2 separate regions of the Mus musculus genome follow, and region 1 is linked to region 2. A link is a contact called in public HiChIP or PLAC-seq data. All regions are on one chromosome and are shown on one strand. The core of a region is the stretch at or near the end of the contact, and the rest is flanking DNA. Distances in the headings are between cores, read along the strand shown.

Region 1 (6,517 bases), core at 3,740-6,239, 190 kb before region 2:
GTTCCTGCCTGGCTACTTGAGGTGGTCTCTTCAGGTTTCCTATCCCCAATTCTGTGAGTCACAGCTAAGGTCACCCCATTGATCCTTGGGTGCCTCCCTTATCCCAGGTCTCAGGTATATCCTCGAGATGCCCCCCACCCCTCTGTCTCATTAGTTGCAGGTCTTTCTCTCTTCTTGTGAGAGCCTCCCTCCTTGTGACAGAGAACATGGAGGGCAGAATACACACAGTGTTTCCTGTCCTATTGTCCTCTCTCTTGGGGTTTCATAAAAGTTTCTCAGTGGCAGGTTTATTACTACAGACCTCACCCATCTTGACTGGGCCCTGGGATCACTCACTTTCTCTCTGTTTTCTTGACTAAGTTGCTGAAGGGCGAGATCCTGCTGCTGCCCGAGCTCTCCTTCATGACGGGGATCCCTGAGAAGATGAAGAAGGACTTCAGGGCCATGAAGGTTAGAGTCTTGCTGTTTGGGGGGGGGCTGCTGTTTTGGGGAGATGCCTGCTTCAAGTGACCACCTTTGGGATAGCAGCCTAAGCTAGAAGTATGTTGCAGCTCTGACTTGCTGGGTGAGCCTTTTCTTCTGGGCTCCAGTTTTCCTTTCTGTAGACTGTCATCACATACTTTACCATAGAAAGGATGCTACATGTCACAGCGTTGGACAGCCTTAGGACAGTGTAGGCTCTGGATTCCAAGTGAAAAAGAACAGCCCTGTCCTCATCCTTCCCAGTAGATAGATGCACAGTGGTTAACTAGCTACAGAGCCATAAGTGAGACTCCTTGAGAACACCAACTTACTGCAGTGCTTCTCTGCACCATGAGTCTGTATGAGAGGTGAAGCTCTGGGGTCCTGAAGCACCATCAGCTCAGTTCTGGGAGCTCTGAGAGGCCCCTGGCCGCATACAGCCAGACCTTCACTGCTGCCTTCCCCCATGGTCTGTGCTTTAGCTGTCCTCTGCCCCCTTATTTTTCTGGTTTGCCTCAGACCCACATGCCATGTAAGGTTTTGTTTTGAGTAGCGTTATAGAGAACTAAGGAAGCAGAAAGGCTCTGCGAGATATTTCTTTCATGTTTTCCTTCCCAACAACTGCCAAAAACCTGATGCCCTTATGATCTTTTTGATGTCTGTACATCTATACCAATACACCTATCGTTGTATGGTTCATGAGTCTCAGAAGCACAAAGAACTCTTACATGATTTAGATTCCTTACACACACATCTGTTAAGTATCCCTCAAAGTGCCTATAATGTGACAATACTGTGGCTAGTTAAGTAGCCTTAAGGTGGCATTGACTTTCTAATGTGGAAAGAAAAAGTGTGAGCCTGAATGTGGTTTACTGTCCTAGGGTAAACGTGTGACTTGTCCTCCAGCCCACCCCCCCTCCATCCTCCCCCCGCCCCCCCTCCAGTATTTCCCCAGAGTTTAAATATGTATAATCAAGCCCACTTTGTTCCCGTGTTCCTGTTCTTAGACTCTCTTAGGAATTTTTAATTCAAAATATGTTTTGAAAAAAGAATCAGATGTCATGGAGCAGAACCAGTAGCTTTAAAAAAAAATCAATTATTTTGAGACAGGATCTCATTATACAGCCCTGGTTGACCTTGAACTCTTAGAAATCTACCTCCCTTTCATAGGCCCTGGTATTAAAGGTGTGTACCGCCACACCCAGAAAGGAGGTTCAGTAACTGCTGAAAGTTATTAATTTTATTATTAATTTTTCTCCATGTACCTCATTCACATTTCTGAGAAATATTTAGAAAAGTCCTTGGCTGTTTTTGACGTTTTCCATGGATTTCACTGAGTATGAGATTGCTCACAGACACATTGGAAAGCGCTGGTTTCATTAGTCTCCTGCTAGGGGGAATAATGCTTAGAAGTTGCTATCTTGTTTTATGTGTCTAGGACTTGACTCAGCAGATTAACCTGAGCCCCAAGCAGCACCACGGTGCTTTGGAATGCCTGCTGCAGAGAATTTCACAAAACGAGACAGCCAGCAATGAGCTGACCCGCTGGGGGCTCAGTCTGCATAAAGATGTCCACAAGGTAAACCAGAGGCCCATGGGGGGCAGAGCACTGGAACCTGCGGTGGGTGGGGTGGGGTAAGGCCTGGCATTGTGTGAAACATGAGGACATCCTCTTGTTTTACTGTGGAGTTTGGCTCTGCTCTCCATTTTGTTTTTGTTTATTTCATGTGCTGTGCACGTTTTGTGTGCATTTACGAATGGGCATTACATTCCTGCCTGGTGCTTGCAGAGGCTAGAAGAGTGCTGGGGTTGCAGATGGATATGAGCCATCATATGAGTGCTGCAAACTGAACCCAGAGCTCTGACAGAGCAGCCACTGAGCTGTCTCTCCAGTCCTTTGACTCTTCTTCTTTTTCCTATCATAGTTATATTCCGAATAAATCACTGTTAAAAGGTGCAGAGGACAAACATGAGCATGTGAGGAAACAGCCTGGGCGCCCGAGCCCTTGACTTCATTCTTAATCTTTTTTTACATGTTAGTCATGGTATCCGAATCTCCCTTGACTTAATCTGCTAGCATCATATGCAGACTTTTCTTCTGTATTTCCAAAAGATCAGAGTTACTAATTTCTGCTCAGATAGGAAGCAAGCAAAGCATTGACTTACAACTGTGCTCAATTTAATTTTCCAACACAAAGGTGTTTGCATATTTTGAAACAGGGTCTCACTGTGTAGCCATAGTTGGACTGGAAGTCGATATGTAGACTAGGCTGGTCCCCAGCTCAGTGAGATCCACCTGCCTATGCCTCCTGAGTGCTGGGATTAAAATGATGTACCACCCCCACCCTCGACCAGCCTCCAGATTCCTTTTTATATGATTTTAATGTTTTTGTCTTTCTTTTATCTATTTTATATGTCTTGTTTATTTACTTATATTTATATTTATTTGTTTGTTTATATATTTACTGTGTGTGTATAGCACACGCTGCGGTGCATGTGTGGTGGTCAGAAGGCATATGCAGGATCAGTTCTCTCCTTCCATCTTGTGGCCAGACAGTGATGGCTCATGCCTTTAATCCCAGCACTTGGGAGGCAGAGGCAGGTGGAGTTCTGAGTTCGAGGCCAGCCTGGTCTACAAAGTGATTTCCAGGACAGCCAGAGGGAAGGGGAGAGGGAAGGAGAGAGAAAGGGAAAGGAGAGGAGAGGGGAGGGAGAGAGGGGGAGAGGGAGAGGGAAAGAGGGAAAGAAAGAGGGAAAGGGAAAAGGGAAAGGGAAAGGAAAGGGAAAGGAAAGGGAAAGGAAAGGAAGCACCTTGTGGTATTTGGGGATCAGACTCAGTCAGACAAGTGCCTTTTCCTGCTGAGCATTTATTTTTGCCAGCCCTGTTTTAATTTTTTTAGCCTATTTTTCTGTGGTGCTAGAGATTGAGCCTAACCTATATTTTTCTTAGAGTTCTGGGTCTTTCCTTTTTTATTGTTTTAAAAAAAATTTGTGCTAGGCAGTGGTGACAAACTCCTTCGGTTGTAGCACTCAGGAGGCAGAGAATGAAGGTATGGGTCAATCCTCCAGGAAAAGAGCCAAGACCTGCTGAGGTGCTGGCTGAAGGTGAAGGAAATACAGAATGGGTAGTAGAGGAAGGTAGTTATAAATACCAATTAAGGCCACGTAACCAGTTGCAGAAACGAGGATTATAAAGTAATATGAATGCCCATTGTAAATTTACTAATGCGTTTGCGATTGTACGAGGGATAGTTATATCATGTTAGGCGTATTTACAACCTTGTTATTGTTTCATGTGAACATGAGATATTATTTGTGTCAAGTTGACAAGGGGTGGATTGTAGTGGCTATTCCTGGTTGTCAACTTGACAATATTTGGAATGAACTACAATCCGGAATTGGAAGGCTCACCAGTGACCCTTATCTGGAGGCTTGGAGATCCTTATCTGGATCTTGGTTTGAAGATCTTGAGCCATAGTGGCTATGGATTCCAGAAGATTGAATGGAGGATTTCTGAGTTTGAGGCCTGGTCTCCAGAGTTAAGTTCCAGGACAGCCAGGGCTACACAGAGAAACCCTGTCTTGAAAACAGTGTATTATATTCTATTTATTGTGAGTGTGTGGGGGTGGAAGGACAATGCACAGGAGTGGGCTCTCCTTCTATACATGGGTCCTGGGGGCAAAACCTTAGACCATCATGTCCTGAAGTACAAGAAACCTGAATTTAATTCTGAATCCTGCCTGGTGGTGTGTATAGACAGGCAGATTCCCACTGCTCACTGACCACCAGCCAGCAAGATAACCTGCCTCAAGAATAAGGTGGACAGCTATAGAGAAACCATCTGATATGAACCACTGACCTACACACACATACACACAAGCACATACATATGCAGCATGTATACACAAACATACTTGCATACATATTAACATACACAGATTTTTTTTTAATATTAGAAAATGATGCCAGTGATGCTAGCAGATAAATACACTTGCTGGCAAATCTGACAACTACGTTTTGGTCAGTCTTGAGCCACAGTGCAGAGACCATGTGGTGTGGCGGTGTGATGGCTGTTTTTGCATTGACCCTCCATTCACCAAGCAGCAAATCAGAGGCCAGCAAGAAAAGAAAAACAGAGAAAAGGAAATAAAAGAGAGAAAGAAAAAGGTGTGGGGATGTAATAGGTGCAGTGTGTGGCTGAGAAGTTGGAGTCAGCGGGACCATTGTTTCCTTGATGACTGTAGCAGGCCCCACGTCAGCAGCACTTTATTTCCTGTGTAGATTGAAGGTCGGCTTCTGCCAATGGAGAGGATCAACTTAAGGAACACTTCATTTGTCACATCGGAGGACCTGAACTGGGTTAAGGAAGTGACCAGAGATGCTTCCATTCTAACTGTGAGTGAACTCTGAAGTGCTCGAGAATGAGTGTTCCAGAGTGTGGAAATGGGTGATCTGGTGTCTCCTCTGAGAGGAAGAGTCATCCAGACTCCACCCTGAGTGACTTGCTCAGCCAGGCCTTGTAGCAGAGCAGTGCTAGAGGGAAGCCTTTTGACCACAGGCTGAAGGGAAAGAACTATGCTACCATGGTGATCCCTCTGCATCAGCCTATTTTTTTCTTCCCTCTTCCTCTTTTTTTTTTTTTTTTTTTTTTTTTTTTGGGTTTTCGAGACAGGGTTTCTCTGTGTAGCCCTGGCTGTCCTGGAACTCACTCTGTAAACCAGGCTGGCCTGGAACTCAAAAATCCACCTGCCTCTGCCTCCCAAGTGCTGGGATCAAAGGCGTGCGCCACCGCTGCCTGGTCTCTCTTCCTCTTTGCCCTTGGGAATTCCCAGGGTTATTTTTACCCATAGAAGACAGTCAAAACAGTGCTCCTCTAAAACAACTAGGTGTTAGTTATTTGCATCAAAGTATAAAATAGTAGACAGTTATTTCTGATTATTTCAACAACATTCTGAATGTTGGTTGTTGTGGCCATATGTAAAAAACATCAACTCTTAAAGATTTATTGAAATACAGCATAAACAAAAAAACATACTTGATTTTTACAAACTAAATAGACCTATATAACCAACACCAAGGGTTAAAAAGCAGAAATGTATAGATGCGCTCAACCCCTCACCATTTTTCCTGATTATTGCCACCCCCATTCTCTGGGAACAACTGTTCTGACAAGCATAGATTCTTTTTGACTGTTTTTGTACTGTGTGTGTATGAGCAAGTATGTTTATGTGTATATGTATATGTGTGTGTGTGTGTGTGTGTGTGTCAAAATTAGAGTGAATAGTCTTTTATGTCTGACTTCTTTCTTTAACCTTGTGTTCATGAATTTCCTTCATATTATTGGGTGTGTTGTAGATGAGTTTTCAATGTTGAATTCCATTATAAGACTGTCAGTATTTATAAGTCTATGAGAATTATAGAAATTATATAAGACAGAAGGACTCAAGCAGAAGAAGTATAAAAGTTATTTCTCCTTTATAGTAAAATCTCCCAAGTCTAAATATACCATGTTCTTGTTCCTAGATTCCCATGCATTTCTGGGCACTCTTTTATCCAAAGAGAGCAATGGACCAAGCCAGAGAACTGGTTAACATGTTGGAAAAGATTGCCGGGCCCATTGGCATGCGCATAAGCCCCCCAGCCTGGGTTGAGCTGAAGGATGACCGAATAGAGACCTATATCAGGACCATTCAGTCCTTACTGGGAGTTGAGGTAATAAAGTAACTTAATTGGAGTGAACTTACAAGATCTCTGAAAGTACTTCGATGCTCAATCTCAAATTATCTGGATTATCAGTCTATTAATGATGCCCAGGAGCCCGCGTCCTTCTCATCTTCCCATGAAACTGTATTCTTCACGCCCTTTGGCTATTTGCATTTCTCATTCTGTATTGGTTTATCCGTGTGTGCTCTTTAGCCTTTTCCTTATGAAATTGGCTGAAAGAACAGCTTACTTAGTTAATTATCTGTAGAACATGTTGTGCTCAGGAACCAACTACTTGAGCCAAGTGCTGTCTTTCTGGATGCAGTTCTGAGTTGTAGTAGAATGGTCTGGC
Region 2 (6,594 bases), core at 3,927-6,426:
AAAAATACTCAAGTCATGTGAGATGCAGCTGGGTGCCCCGCTTTATAGCCAATTATGCAAGAACTCTCTAGTCTACAAATGCGGAAGTAAAAATCCCTTCTCTCTGCCTTATGTAAATCTTCTAGCTGATCTCCCAAGCATTTTCTGTATCATATCTATAAATATCTGTAAAGTTCACACTCTAGAGAAACAAGCGCATGCTGGCCAATCTCACTGGCCACTTACTTATACTGGTTTAGGAAAATCCTGCCTCACATTGTTTTCTTCACATTAATGATCATTGGATTCCTCTGCCCAACGTTTGTGCTGAAAATGATTTCCTAACCAGTAAAGACTTGCTGAGGTAGCACTCTAGAACCCCAGTGTTTAACCTAGCTGTTATGGTAACAGTGGAACTCAGGGGGTTTTGCTCTCAGTTTTCCCTACCCAGGCAGAAAAGAATTCCATAGCAGGAGTGGACCTAGAACTCAGGGTTGGGTATGAGGCTCCAGTGTGCTAGATTGTGTGGTTTTACCTTATCTGACACCCGTCCTGTCTTTCCTGTAGCCTGTTAGATCAGTGTAAAGAGCAGCCAAGACAGCAAGACACTGAAGAGGGTTTGGGTCACACAGAGGAATCTCTTTCAGTTCTTGCCATGATCAGAAGCTCATAGGGAAGCCGTAAGAAAGAGCAGATGAGTGTAGAGAAGAAAGCCAGTTTGCCGAAGGACAGGAGCAGCGCTCTCATCTGGATGCCAGCAATGCGCTGTGCTAACAATAGGGCTCTGTGCCATTGGCAGTTTGAGAGAGGGAAACTACATGACATTGGGACTTGGGAGCTGTCCTGCCTCTATCTAGCCAGCCAGAGTGAATGGGGTCAGTGTTAACGGCCTTCATCTATGCAGTCACAAAGGTAAAGATGATACTGGGAGCATATTCCCTCCTGGGAGGCCTTGGCCTCACGCCTCAGCAACTGTGGCAAGACGTGCTAAATAACACCTTTGTTTGAGCCAGGGTTATGCATCGTCAACAATTTCATGCCAAGTCTAGGTGGTTTCAGATCAAGCAGCAGGGACGTGGACATGGACCATCCCTCTGTGCAGCTCTGAAGTAGAGCCAAGCACACTGCCTGCCTGTAAGTCCCTGCCCACATTCCCTTTACCCCCTTTCACAGTTCTCCAAGTACCCTCCCTGTCTTTCTGGTTTGGGGGGAGGGGGAGCGTATCAAAGTGAAGTGCACATGACTAGATGTAGGTAGCCAGAACCTATGGTTTGGGGTGATAAAGATGTGATCTGGGCTGGGCACATGACGAAGCAAAAGAACCACTGCAAATTTGAGGGTTGCCTGGTGTCACAGTAAATGGCAGGCTAATCAGGGCTACATAATGAAAGCCTGTGTTTAAAACAAGAGAAAAGGGAAATGTGTTTTTGTCTGTCCCGGAGCCTTTGCAAAGATGCCATCAGGAGCCCCTTATGTTCATTCCTCCCAGCATCCTAAGCCAGAGCTCTTTTCCCCATCACCCGACCCTTCCTAGAGGATTGGCTCTCTGTGTCACTTCGTAGATGATGAAGCAGTCAGACATGCCGATGTAGATGGTGGCTCCCTTGAATGATGGCCTATTCGCTCGTACTTAGAGGTTACCTGCGTTCTCCTGCTTTCTGCTATGTTAAAGACAATCCTAGAAATGTTACCTCTCAACAGGAGACATTAGTCTTTGTGAATAAGTTTTATAAGAACTTTCTTACTATACACTAGAAGTCCTCTTAAGATTAAAAGAAGCAAATGCTCTTATAAGTGAAGGATAACTTCATTGACTCCCTGTGTCTTTATTTCCTTGAATTCTTAGTAGAGGGACTGATCTTTAGGCTCTGACCCAGTTAGTAATTCCAGCGGTGAGGGAAAGCCTAGTTTCTGATGTCTGGTCTGATTTCTGACAATGCCAGTAAGTCCCTTCACAAGAGAGGATCCCTCAGCCTTGGTTAAAGCTCAGATGGCCTCTGATGAGTTTCTGCTTCCCAACCCTCGCCCGCCTGCCCACCCACCCTCCTGCAAACCCTGTTTCCTTTGCCTCTTACCTCTTCCTGAAATTATGCCCACCACGATCTCCTGCCCTAGACCCTCTGCGGCCTTTCCAGCAGAGGCCCCTCCTTGAAGGAGTAGAAGGATGATAACCCAGAAAACAGTCTTTACAAAGCACAAAAATACATTTTACGATAGTCATTTACTAAGTTTTCATATGATCTGGGAAAAGTCAGAAGCTCAAAGGGAGTTGATGAAAAGCTGTACTCCTAAGCTTAGCAGTACCAGAACAGCCTTGGAGTCCTCTGCAAAGCAAACAGATCCCAGGGGGCTGGGAATTCACAAGAGCAGATAAGCATGGCTGCACAGCTTGGGGGTGGAGACAGGGAAAGGCTGAGGCCCTGGACAGGGACTTGGAAAGATTATGGCAACAGAGGTGGAAAGGCTAAATCCAGGTCTGCTGCATCCAAATAGCAACATTGACATCAAATACAGCCACAGTGTGCAATTTTAAGACCAGAAAAATGAGCCCGGATTTTTTAACTGCACAAAAGCCAAGTGAGCATTTTATGTTGTTACCCCAGTGACATCCTGAGTTAACAGTGGCCTTATCCCTTAGCTAAAGCCCCAGTGAGATGAGGTAATGTTTGCCCTTATTTACAGAGTCGTGGGAAGCTGTTTCAGAGCCTAGGAAAGAAGGATGAGACACTGAGTCACACTGACCCCTGCTAGATTGAGATCTAATCCCTACTTTGTTGTCTGCTCTGGGTAATTAGATGGCTTCACTCCTTCCTCCTCCTCCTCCTCCTCCTCCTCCTCCTCCTCCTCTTCTTCTTCTTCTTCTTCTTCTTCTTCTTCTTCTTCTTCTTCTTCTTCTTCTTCTTCCTCCTCCTCCTCTTCCTCCTCCTCCTCCTCTTCCTCCTCTTCCTCCTCCTCCTCCTCTTCCTCCTCTTCTGCTTCCTCCTCTTCACTTTTTAAAAGATCACAACTCTTAAGATTTTATTTGCAAAGCTTACTCTTGATAGTGCATTGGTCACTTAGAGGTAAATTGAGTCTTACTGCTAATACAGTGGAGACAGACAGTTTATCATAGAACTCAAGGAGGCCAGAAGACAGGCTAGCCTTTGTTTGGATAGCAGCACTCTATCATGGTACCCTCTGGCCGGCCAGTCAGCTCTCTGACTCCCTTATCTCAGTTTCCCTGAGCTGGGATGGAAGGCTGAGGCCGACCCAATTTTCCAGGCCCTGGTTCTTTGCCCTTGTCTGTGGCTGACTTGACTTCCATTCCCTCTGAGGGCATCACTCTGCAAAGTCTGCTTTCTCGAGACCTGTCACCTACTTGCTCCTTCCATCCTTTTGTAAGAACCAAAGGAAGCCTGTCTAGGTTGGTCCTTCTCAGGCATTCCTGTCTGGCCATGGCATCTGTTTGTTTATCCACGAAAAGGGACGCATGGTGGATGTGATGTCAGTCAGTGTCCAGGCCTCCTGGAGGACAGACTGGATAAACTGGGCAGGAACTGATTCTTTTCACTGCCTTTGGGGTTTAGATGCCAGGAAACATGAGATGCCCATGATATGTGTGCTATGAAAATATTTGCTCAAAGCAGGCCTGAAATCTCCAGGCTCTTGTTCTTGTGGGGTTTTACATACCTGTCCTTGCTTCCAGGTCTGACATTGACCTGCCTTGACCTGCCCTGTGTTTTTTTATTGTTGTTGCTTCCCTTAGAGTTCCTTCACTTTGCAGTGACTAACCCCCTCCCCCCCCCCAAAAAAAAACCTCAGACTTCCAGATAGACCAGTGTGTAAGAGGGCCCTTGGAGCCCCAAAGTGGGTCATTTCACTTCCCTCCCTTGCTTGCCCCTGTTCTCATGAGTGATTGGCATAGGTGGGCCCATTGATAGAGCTTAGTTGGCAGTACTGCCAGACCTGGAATCAGGAGATGGCCCCAGGGATGAAACAGAGTCGAGATCTGTGCTAGTATATCTATGGTGACTTGGCTTCAGCTCCTCACTGCTGGGTTGGTTACGGACTCTAGAAGAGTCCGTGTGTTCTTGGCTACTCCCTTCTGATCTGTAGAAAGAGAACACTCTTCTAAGAGCACAAACCAAAAAGGACATGAAAGCCTACCTCAAGAATGTACTGAAGTTTGTCCTAGGGAAGGAACTAGCCGGTGCCTTTCTACCGAACAGGAAGGTCAGGCCTGCAGCAGAGATGTCAGTGTCTCATCCAAATGCTAGACTGTCCTGGACACTAATTGTGATTGAGACTAATTGGTAGTCACTTGACTAATGGTACTTTGAGTTGGTGGCGGAGGACAAGAGGACTATGGGGCTGAGGGGTGGGGGAATGTGCATAGGACAGAATTGGCTGCCTGGGGCTGGGTGGGGCTCCTGGTGACTGGGATCAGATAGCTAGAAAAAACAGAGCAGTTACGTAACTGTGTTTACATGGGCTCAGGTGGCTGTGGCAACCATGGCAGTCCTTGACCCAAGGCCATGCTGGAGGGGTGCAGGCAGCCGACTACTAGGGAAGGAGGTCCCTCTTGAGCAGAAGGGTGTGCAGGAGACAGAGCATGGCATACTGACCAGGGCTGCACTATCTGGGACAATGTTACCTGGCTCTAATGTGCCACTGGAAGCTACTCAGGGTGAGGCAGGCAGGCAGCAGCCAGCTACAGCTAGGGGGAGGGGTCAGGAAACCAGACACCTGGCTCTCTAAGTCCAGTCTCTGAATTCTTGCTACATTTTTCTCCCTAATCTTCTTAAAAGAGGAAGAATTCTCCCTAAATCTGGGCAGAAAAGAGGGCAGGAGATTATTTAAGTTTCCTTGGACTTACCTGCCCTGCGGTCCTAGCGCCTCGTGCCTCCGTGTTTTGTAAAGCCATCCGAATACTTGTGAACACAGTGAGCTCCAACCTGAGAGGTGGCGAGCCAGCCCCGGCCTGACTGACAAAGCAGAGCTGCAGCAGTTCAGCCCTCCATTGCCACCCTCCCCGTTCCTCCCAACCTACATCCTCCAAGACTGTTTACTAGACTCCCCATCCCCATAGAGATGGGACTGGTAGCCAGTCCTCAGCTCCCTTGCCCACACTGTGCCTTCTCTTGTGAGAAACAGGAAGTTGGGACCTTCGGCAGCTCAGCGGCACCCTCTACATTAAATATTTATCTTGGAGTCCAGGTCAGAGCCTTAGAGCCTAAGAAGTTCACTGCTGGTGAAGGGGGATGGCCAGGATTCTTGGAGTGGGAAGATCTTCAGCTTCGTCTTTGAACAACAAAGAAGACAATGAAAGTGATGTAGCCCTTCTTAGTCCCAAGGACCCTAACAGGTGGGAAAACTTTAAAGAGGGACATGGGTAGTACTTTTAATCCCCTGGGGGAGGGGGAGGCTGCTTCCCTGGAATGGGTGGATAATCAAGTGGCAGAGAGGCTGTGTACAGCTGCCTGACCTCAAAGAGGGTCTCAGAGCTCCTCCACTCCTCCATCTCTCTCCCTTCAGCTTTCCTACCTCCGCCCCTCCCACAAACACCGTGTACTGTGTAATACCTACATCCGTTAAAAACACCTCACGTATGCGAATCAGAGCCCTGTTAGCAGGTTTACATCTCTGGAAGCCTATGAAACTGCTTCCTGAAGACTCCCCACTCATGGGAGCTCTGGCACGCTCATCTCTTGAGCTGTCCTTGACCTAAGTTTCCCGGGAGGTGGGGGTGGGTTTTGTTTGCGGGCACCACAAACAGTTCTTCCCCCACAACTGGGAAAATGTGAAGCTAATAAGAGGTGAGCGTGCTAGGGGCTGTGATGTCCTGGGAAACACTAACTCCAGGTGGCTCAGGCACCAATTAAAAGGCAGTAGGTGTCATTTACCATACTCAGCAGTGGACCAGAAACCGTTTTTTTTACCGGTTGATTTGTTGGGGACTTGGGTTCGCAGTGAATCCTAGGCTAGGAGTACTCCAGGGTTTCCATTGTCAGTAAACATTTGCCCTGGCACCTACCAGCAGAAGACTGGACGAGGAGGGGAGGAGGGAGGGCCAGAGAGAATGGGGAGCCAGTGGGCGGTGTCCTTCAGATCTGCGTCAGCAGTCAGCACTGTAGGAACAGCGGAAAAGCAGGATCAAAACAAATACGGTGAATGGGAACACCAAGACCCTCTTAACCTCATCCCCGCCCAAAGGGCCCCACCCTTATCCTCTTCAATGCTGTGGCACGTCCAGGGAGCCGGTCGATTCCCTCCCCCAAACTTTGCACGTGTGTGTGAGCATCCTCACGTTTGCCAGTACACGAGTGTTTGCAAACGCCTGGTCAGTGCGCTTAGGTCTAACAAGCATGAACTCTCTCTCCCCAAGCGGGTGTTGCCTTGTTCCTGGGCCACCGTGACTTATCTCGGTCCCAGCCTGTCTGCCTCCGGGCCTGTCTCCTGCCTCTCCAAGGCCGAGGGCTGCGTATCTAATTCCGGCCCCACCCGGGCTCTGGCACTCAGGGACCATTCGGTTAATCACTCCTGCCCTGTGTCCTGGCTCTTGTGGAGCAGCTCGCTTCCCACACCCTGGAAATGTCGCTGGAAACTCTGAGTGGCCCCCGCCAGCCCTCCCGCCCC

Evidence for each region. HiChIP or PLAC-seq counts read pairs in DNA pulled down with a chosen protein or histone mark.
Region 1: an H3K4me3 HiChIP or PLAC-seq map of bone marrow-derived macrophages shows a contact between it and region 2, with 5 times the contacts expected there. The contact joins the enhancer-like site here to the promoter of Sorbs3 in region 2. A contact is called at or near these places in 24 of 39 promoter capture datasets (the 3T3-L1 cell line, 3T3-L1-derived adipocytes, the C10 cell line and 16 more), 21 of 484 Hi-C or Micro-C datasets (B cells, CD4 T cells, the CH12 cell line and 17 more), 11 of 115 datasets of contacts at active chromatin or transcription factors (the HPC-7 cell line, acute myeloid leukemia, bone marrow-derived macrophages and 8 more) and 6 of 9 other capture datasets (adipose tissue, bone marrow-derived macrophages, embryonic stem cells and 3 more).

Annotation. Positions count from the first base shown.
Region 1 is chr14:70,393,668-70,400,184 of GRCm38.p6, reverse strand. It overlaps Piwil2 (piwi-like RNA-mediated gene silencing 2), which reads left to right. Exons shown (of 23, transcript NM_021308.2): 13 at 361-450; 14 at 1,901-2,041; 15 at 4,744-4,857; 16 at 5,986-6,174. Among named protein-coding and RNA genes, the nearest start is that of Gm24890, 32 kb to the left of the region's middle. Within about 2 kb of position 4,989, at least 82 of the 459 cell types and tissues checked have an H3K27ac peak or open chromatin away from gene starts, as enhancers often do. A contact at or near this core is called in the CH12 cell line, Th1 cells, acute myeloid leukemia and 7 more, where this site is marked.
Region 2 is chr14:70,206,253-70,212,846 of GRCm38.p6, reverse strand. Sorbs3 (sorbin and SH3 domain containing 3) reads left to right here and starts at 5,176. Exons shown (of 21, transcript NM_011366.3): 1 at 5,176-5,323. The coding sequence starts at 5,220. It overlaps Gm26908 (a long non-coding RNA gene), which reads right to left. Exons shown (of 5, transcript XR_874791.3): 2 at 5,993-6,594; 3 at 4,835-5,259; 4 at 3,925-4,068.